2 separate regions of the Mus musculus genome follow, and region 2 is linked to region 1. A link is a contact called in public Hi-C data. All regions are on one chromosome and are shown on one strand. The core of a region is the stretch at or near the end of the contact, and the rest is flanking DNA. Distances in the headings are between cores, read along the strand shown. Region 1 overlaps Gm26843 (a long non-coding RNA gene). Region 2 overlaps Gnao1 (guanine nucleotide binding protein, alpha O).

The links. Hi-C and Micro-C count contacts between places; a contact is called where the count stands out from the background.
Region 2: a contact with region 1 is called in a Hi-C map of cerebral cortex, with 3 times the contacts expected there. The contact joins two enhancer-like sites. A contact is called at or near these places in 1 of 15 datasets of contacts at CTCF or cohesin (embryonic stem cells), 11 of 484 Hi-C or Micro-C datasets (the MC3T3-E1 cell line, cerebellar granule neurons, cerebellum and 4 more), 5 of 115 datasets of contacts at active chromatin or transcription factors (VIP interneurons, embryonic basal ganglia and embryonic stem cells) and 3 of 9 other capture datasets (adipose tissue, embryonic stem cells and pancreatic islet).

What each region holds. Positions count from the first base shown.
Region 1 is chr8:93,590,341-93,593,665 of GRCm38.p6, reverse strand. All of the region lies in intron 8 of Gm26843 (a long non-coding RNA gene), which reads left to right. Among named protein-coding and RNA genes, the nearest start is that of Ces5a, 56 kb to the right of the region's middle. Within about 2 kb of position 1,630, at least 30 of the 459 cell types and tissues checked have an H3K27ac peak or open chromatin away from gene starts, as enhancers often do. A contact at or near this core is called in cerebral cortex, cortical neurons and stem cell-derived neural stem cells, where this site is marked.
Region 2 is chr8:93,956,925-93,960,021 of GRCm38.p6, reverse strand. The region is part of intron 6 of Gnao1 (guanine nucleotide binding protein, alpha O); the gene reads right to left. Among named protein-coding and RNA genes, the nearest start is that of Amfr, 54 kb to the left of the region's middle. Within about 2 kb of position 1,386, at least 15 of the 459 cell types and tissues checked have an H3K27ac peak or open chromatin away from gene starts, as enhancers often do. A contact at or near this core is called in cerebral cortex, cortical neurons and stem cell-derived neural stem cells, where this site is marked.

The DNA.
Region 1 (3,325 bases), core at 381-2,880:
ACCCAGAGAAAGGATGGATCTTAAGGAGCGCTCTGGCTATTGAGTTTCCTTTGCTTAAGTGAATTCCAAATGCTGCTGAAAATTCCATTCATTATTTAAGCCATCTCAGCTCCCCTGAGAACTTAAGTGCCCAGCAGGAAGGAAGGCATTTTCACATGCTTGTGGGCTGGGGAGGCTCGAGGAGCTGGGCTGGAGGCAGAGGGCAGGTTTGCAGAGTCTGTAGAGTTGGGCCAAGAGTCCATCCAGTGGTGGTGGTGGGATCGACTGGGACAGGGCTGGGAGCCATGACAACCACCCAGGGTGGTACCCTAACTTTCTGATCCTTTAGAATCATCTGATTCACTTGCTAAAAAAATTAGATTGCTAGGCAGATGTGGTTTCAGCGGATCTGTATTGGGGTCCAAAGACCGACACTTTTAGGTTACCCCCCCCCAGGTCATTTAGGTAACTAGGCAGGCATGGCAAATACTGACCAATTAAACTGTCTTTGCTTTAGGGGTGCTGCTGCTTCAGGTTCAACAAACAGTGAATTCCATCACAGGGCCTCAGTGAGCACCGGATCTAACTACAGAACAAACCCACTGAGATCTGAATGGCATGGGTTGAGGTGGCCGAATTGTAGCCACATTGGAACTTATAGGTTCCCGGAGTGTTTGATGCCCCCTTGCCTTTGGCAGCCCAATTTCTCTTTGTAGGAAGAGCAGATGGGGGGAGGGGGCGAGTCCCTGGAAGCACACAGAGCAGGGCTCAAACACTGCCTTATTGTAGGGCCATAGGGAAGCTACTGATCTCAGGGCCATTAATATGAACCTTATTTCAAATGATGCTTCTGCACCTAGTAAGAACACTTATTAGACAGCTTGTTAGCACTGACCAACTGTTTGAGAGGACACTGTCTGAGGAGGAAGGATGTGTTTTAGCTCATAGTTCTAGAAGGTTCAGCCGATGGTTGATGGTTGTGTGGTCCCAAGGACTTTGTTCTGAGCATGGTGATGGCTAGAATGTATGAGGAGGAAGCTGTACACCTCCTGATAGACAGGAAGCAGAGAGAAAGCAAGGGGCTGGTACCAGTATAACCTTTAAAGGCATTTCCCAGTGACCTACTACTTGGGGAGAGGGGGAGGAGCTCCCTAAATAGTGCCACCAGCTGAGGACCAAGCATTTAACAAACACAGGAGCCTGTGGGAGACATTTTATATTCAAATCACTTCAGTGCTCAGTAAATAACTACTCCATTCTAAGTGGTATTAGCCAGTAAGTACTTGGTGAAGGAAACCGATTAAAATGTAAGGCAAGAGCTACATTTTAAGTATGACTGTGAGCGTGATGGGGCAGGCAGCAAGAAGCCTCGGGAAGGGAAACCTGCACACAGGGAAAAGTAGGCAGGGCTGCTGCTGCCAAGCCCAGGGTCTGGGAATTGCATGTCTGATTTCAGGTCGAACATTTAGTGTTGAAATGCACAGGAGCCAGGAAGCTTCCTAGCATTGTTGCCTGTAATAAAGAAAAATCCAGACGTAACCTGCTGTTTCGATTAGAAGTGATGTAACAAGCAGGCTTTGGCCTAGTTTTCTCCAAGCAGGCAGGTCCCCTGGCTCTTCCCACACCCTTTTCTTTGTCAAGTGACGGCTACTGCCACCTAGTGGTAAAGACGGCACTGCACCGGCATGGAGAAAGATGCTCTGGGCCTGGGGAGAGGCTTTATCCAGGCAGACAAACCAAATAAATCCCCCCAAGTCTCTCTCTCTCTCTCTCTCTCTCTCTCTCTCTCTCTCTCTCTCTCTCTCTCTCTCTCTCTTAACCCTCCCCCCTCCTGCCCACACAACACAGTGAGACTGCCTGATTCCTTATCTCTCCTTGGACACGGGATTGGAAGATGATCAATCAAGGATATACAGAGGCGAGTCTCTTTCAGCCCAATGGCACCTCATTTTTCCTTTGGTCTAAGAAATGCTAGTATGAGAGGTTATAGCAGAATACTAAACCTGCAGCCACAAATGCTTACAGAAAACCCCTCCGGTCCAGGCTCCTTGCATTGCAGGTGAGGAAACTGACACTCAAAGATGGGGAACGCCTAGGGTGACGTCAAAGATGGGGAATGCCTAGGATGACGTCACTTGGTGGCTGGCGGCAGACCTTGACTTTAGCCTGTCCCTTCCCAGTCCTCTTTCTCTCATGCACACTCAGCATTAGTAGCTATGTCGGGAGTCTCTTAGCGCTTGGCAAGCGTGAAAACGGGAAATTTCAAACGAGGAAGGAAGCCACACCTGTTCATGCTTTGGCATTTCCGGCGGCTGCCGTTCTCAAACGTTTCAGGGAAACTACGCAGAATTTGAATTTATGGACAGAGTCAAGTAATGGAAACTGCGGAGAATGATATTTACTGTGCCCCTTGGGCAAACTTGCAACACCCGAGAGCGAGGGAGATGCAGCTTGGAAACCAAGGCAATATGTGAGGGACTTCAGATGTGGGGTCCCAGCTCCTACTTTCTTGCGGTCCTCTGGCCAAAGCTTGGGGTGTGGCTCTGGGAATCACGCTGGCCTTTGGATCTTCTAGGTTCTGTGTTTGTAAAACCATCTCTGGGTTCTTAGGAAGAACCAATGAGAGTACTGGAGAATGGGTAAAGTGATTTGCACAACGCACTGTATCCACAAATGGCTTATTTCCTTTTTCATGACTGAGTTTAGTTAATAGTCACCAGATGCTTGTGTCTCTTAAGTGGCGCGTGCCAGGCTGATTGTAATCATCTTAAACCAAAACCCGAGATAGAGCATCCTCAATGGGAGACCACGCTCTGCTCTCCTCTCAGGGTTTCCAGTCCGGCTCACCACTGTGAGCACGTGATCCCTAGAAGCATACATTCAGAAGAAACTGTCAAACAGTTGCCTGAGACAGCTGCATCATTTAGTATTCATTTAATAGAGGCATGGCAGTGCCCTTTGGCCCACAGACTCCATATTTGTGTTGCCAGTGTTTTCCATGATAATCATTAATGGTGGGTAAGGATTCACACCCACAGCTAAAATGCCATGGATTTAATTGTGTCTTATTAATCTTATTAATAATCTTCCTTTGTGAGGTAGCCTCCATGCTCTTACCCACTTTTAAAAAAGCTGTCCTGATATTTTATTATTGATTTGTCGGAGCTCTTTATATATTTGATACAACTTTGTCAGGTATACAGTTTTACAACTCATTCTCCAAATTTGAGGTTTCCTACTTCATTGTCCAGATGATGTCTTCTTAAAAGCACGGATTAAAAAAAAAAAGAACTAAGTCCCGTGATCTACTGTTTTGATTCACATTTAGGGTTCTTTTAATGTTCTC
Region 2 (3,097 bases), core at 137-2,636, 370 kb before region 1:
TGTAGCCTGATGGGATCAGCAGCCTGGAAGGTGCTTGCCTCCAGGAGCTCAATTACAGTGGAGGTGGAGCCTCAGGACTGGATTCCTCAGAGCTGTGGAGCTATACCTGGAGCTTACCGGGAGGCCCAGAAAAAAGGGGTGGCAGTTAGAAGATGTTCTGTGCCCCCAGGATCTTCAGAAGAAGGTGACAGGCTACTACTGGGTCAGGAGGGTTCATGAGTCTCTCCTAGGTGTGCTGGATCTCTGTGTCAAGAGGCTGGGTCAGATGGAGATGGGGAGAGGGTCAGGAGGAGTGTGAGGTGAACCCTGCCCTCAGGTCACTGGCTGTAGCATGTAGTACGTGGGAACCACAGGTACATCTCTCGAAGCAGTACTTTCTGCATAGGGCAAGGGCTGGGGTGAAGCGCTGTCAACCTGAGAGACAGCCTGGGTATGGGGTTGAACAGGGCACTCAGTGATATCCAGTACAGACCACACAGGTCAGATGCCTCCAGTTCCCAACAGCAGGGTGTGGACCTGAGCTGCAAGGCTGAGATGATGGTGGTGCTCTGCATGGTACAAGAGGGGACAAGGGGACAGGGCACCAGGATCTAGGGGCTCCATCCACAGAAGGGATCGTGAGAGGCTGAAGGCCATTTCTACTAATGAGTGGATCAGACTGGGAGGAATCCATCCCCGTTCCCACACCAGAGTCCACCAGCACCCTCCACAGCTCAGCCCAGAGTCCGCCAGCACCCTCCACAGCTCAGCCCAGAGTCTGCCAGCACCCTCCACAGCTCAGCCTAGAGTCCGCCAGCACCCTCCACGGCTCAGCCCAGAGTCCACCAGCACCCTCCACAGCTCAGCCCAGAGTCTGCCAGCACCCTCCACAGCTCAGCCTAGAGTCCACCAGCACCCTCCACGGCTCAGCCCAGAGTCTGCCAGCACCCTCCACAGCTCAGCCTAGAGTCCGCCAGCACCCTCCACGGCTCAGCCCAGAGTCCACCAGCACCCTCCACAGCTCAGCCCAGAGTCTGCCAGCACCCTCCACAGCTCAGCCCAGAGTCTGCCAGCACCCTCCACAGCTCAGCCCAGAGTCCACCAGCACCCTCCACGGCTCAGCCCAGAGTCTGCCAGCACCCTCCACAGCTCAGCCTAGAGTCCACCAGCACCCTCCACGGCTCAGCCCAGAGTTCGCCAGCACCCTCCACGGCTCAGCCCAGAGTCCACCAGCACCCTCCACGGCTCAGCCCAGAGTCCACCAGCACCCTCCACGGCTCAGCCCAGAGTCCGCCAGCACCCTCCACGGCTCAGCCCAGAGTCCGCCAGCACCCTCTACAGCTCAGCCCAGAGGCTCAGAAGCCTCTACCTATGCTTAAAGGGCAGATTCTTAGAATGGTAATTGGCACAGGGCACAGGATTTGCCCACAGGCACCTAGGCAACAGGCACGGTTCCACGAATACAGTGAAGGCACTCTTCCTGGGAACTGGCTCCTAGCCTGCTGAGTTATACTACTACTCAGACACTACAGCATGGCCCCTCTGGGGACAAGGCCACTGCACATATGGGCCATTCCCCTGATCTGGTCACTTTCAACACTTCCCCCATACCCAAAGCCACGGCGGAGCCAAGATTCACCTGTCACACATGCTTGTCCCCCCCATGGTAGAGCTGCTGGTGACGACATGGGTGGGACACAGAACAGCCTTCCCTGTGGACCATGTTCTTGAAGGCTTAGAGTAGACAGCCTGAGACCTCGCTACCTGAGGCTGACAGTAGTGCATGACACTAGGCTGAACACAGTAGGTCGAGCAGAAGGAAGTCTTGGGGACAGGAGTGGGGAGGCTGGGTACAGGCCCTGATTCTAGCTGTGAGCTCTGACAACTGTGCTGCAATGATTTGGAGGGGCCACTTGGGGAATGGGAGCCATAGAGGGATTGTTAGGGATGCTGATTTCTACCTTCCTGGAAATGGTCCTAAAAGATGGGGCTTGGCCAACAACCCTTGACCGTAGGTGCTTTTAAACTTGGGGTTACAGCCTGTCGACACAGGTGGCCACACCCAGGGGTGCTGCTGAGAAATAGCTGCTGTTGGCCCAGGGTCTGAACTGGTCTTTTTGATCACACGAGGCCATCACTGAGATCGTGGTCTCCAGGCTGTTCTCTGTTACCCCAGTACATGGCACAGGGTCCTAGAACTATGGAGATGTAGAAAAATATGGGTAGAGGGGGAAGGGTGAGGCAACCAGACTGGGGTGGGCTCCCCAGAGGATCACCAAGATGGGGAGTGAACTCCCAGAGGACCCCTACAAGCATTTGGCATTGGAGAAGGTCCCATGCTTCCCTAGACTACCCACAGTTCTGTTCTTGTTGGAACCAAAGAGGCCGGAGCTGGTGGCAAGGTCACAGGGACTATGAAAGAGGGCCAGGGTCCTGTGACGGAGCAGGGTTCAGAGTGGAGGGCAGGAAAATACAGGGCTTGAGAACGGCAGAGACCCGTAGACCTTTCCCGACTGCCCAGGGGCACATCTGCATCTGTACAGCCTGCCACATGAGCATTCAAACCTGTCTGAACCACTGGCTGTGATACCAGCTGACTGGAGATGTCTAGGGATGGCAGGGACATATGCTGACTGTCCAAAGTTAGCTGGGGCTAGGGTTGCCAAAGCTCCACCACGCCGTTTTGCTTAGGAATCTCTGCAGCAAAGGCTCTCCCTAGGTCCCTAGGGCGTTTACCCACCTAGGGGGCTGGCTGCATGTCTGAGTTGGAGCCCACCCTTCAGGGTGCTGGCTCATTATTTGCTCCGAGACCAGGAATACACCAAGGGCTTTCGACTTCCTGACCAAGGCTGGAGTAAAGCAGGGCACTGGCTACGGGGCCTGGCTCACGAGGCCCCGATGCTTCTCCCTAAGTAATCTGCAGTTGCAAGGCTGCTTGCCTGCTCTGTCTGTGACCTGCAGCCTGTGGCCTGGCAAGTCACTATCACCCAGGACAGTTGAGCCCGTGTGAGTGGAGCCAGCAGATGGCATTCTCAGGGCTTGTCATCAACTATCAGGAAAGAGCCGCCTGCCCCCTCAGCTGTCCCACCCCCAATTCTGTAGCACAGGGATGTTTCTC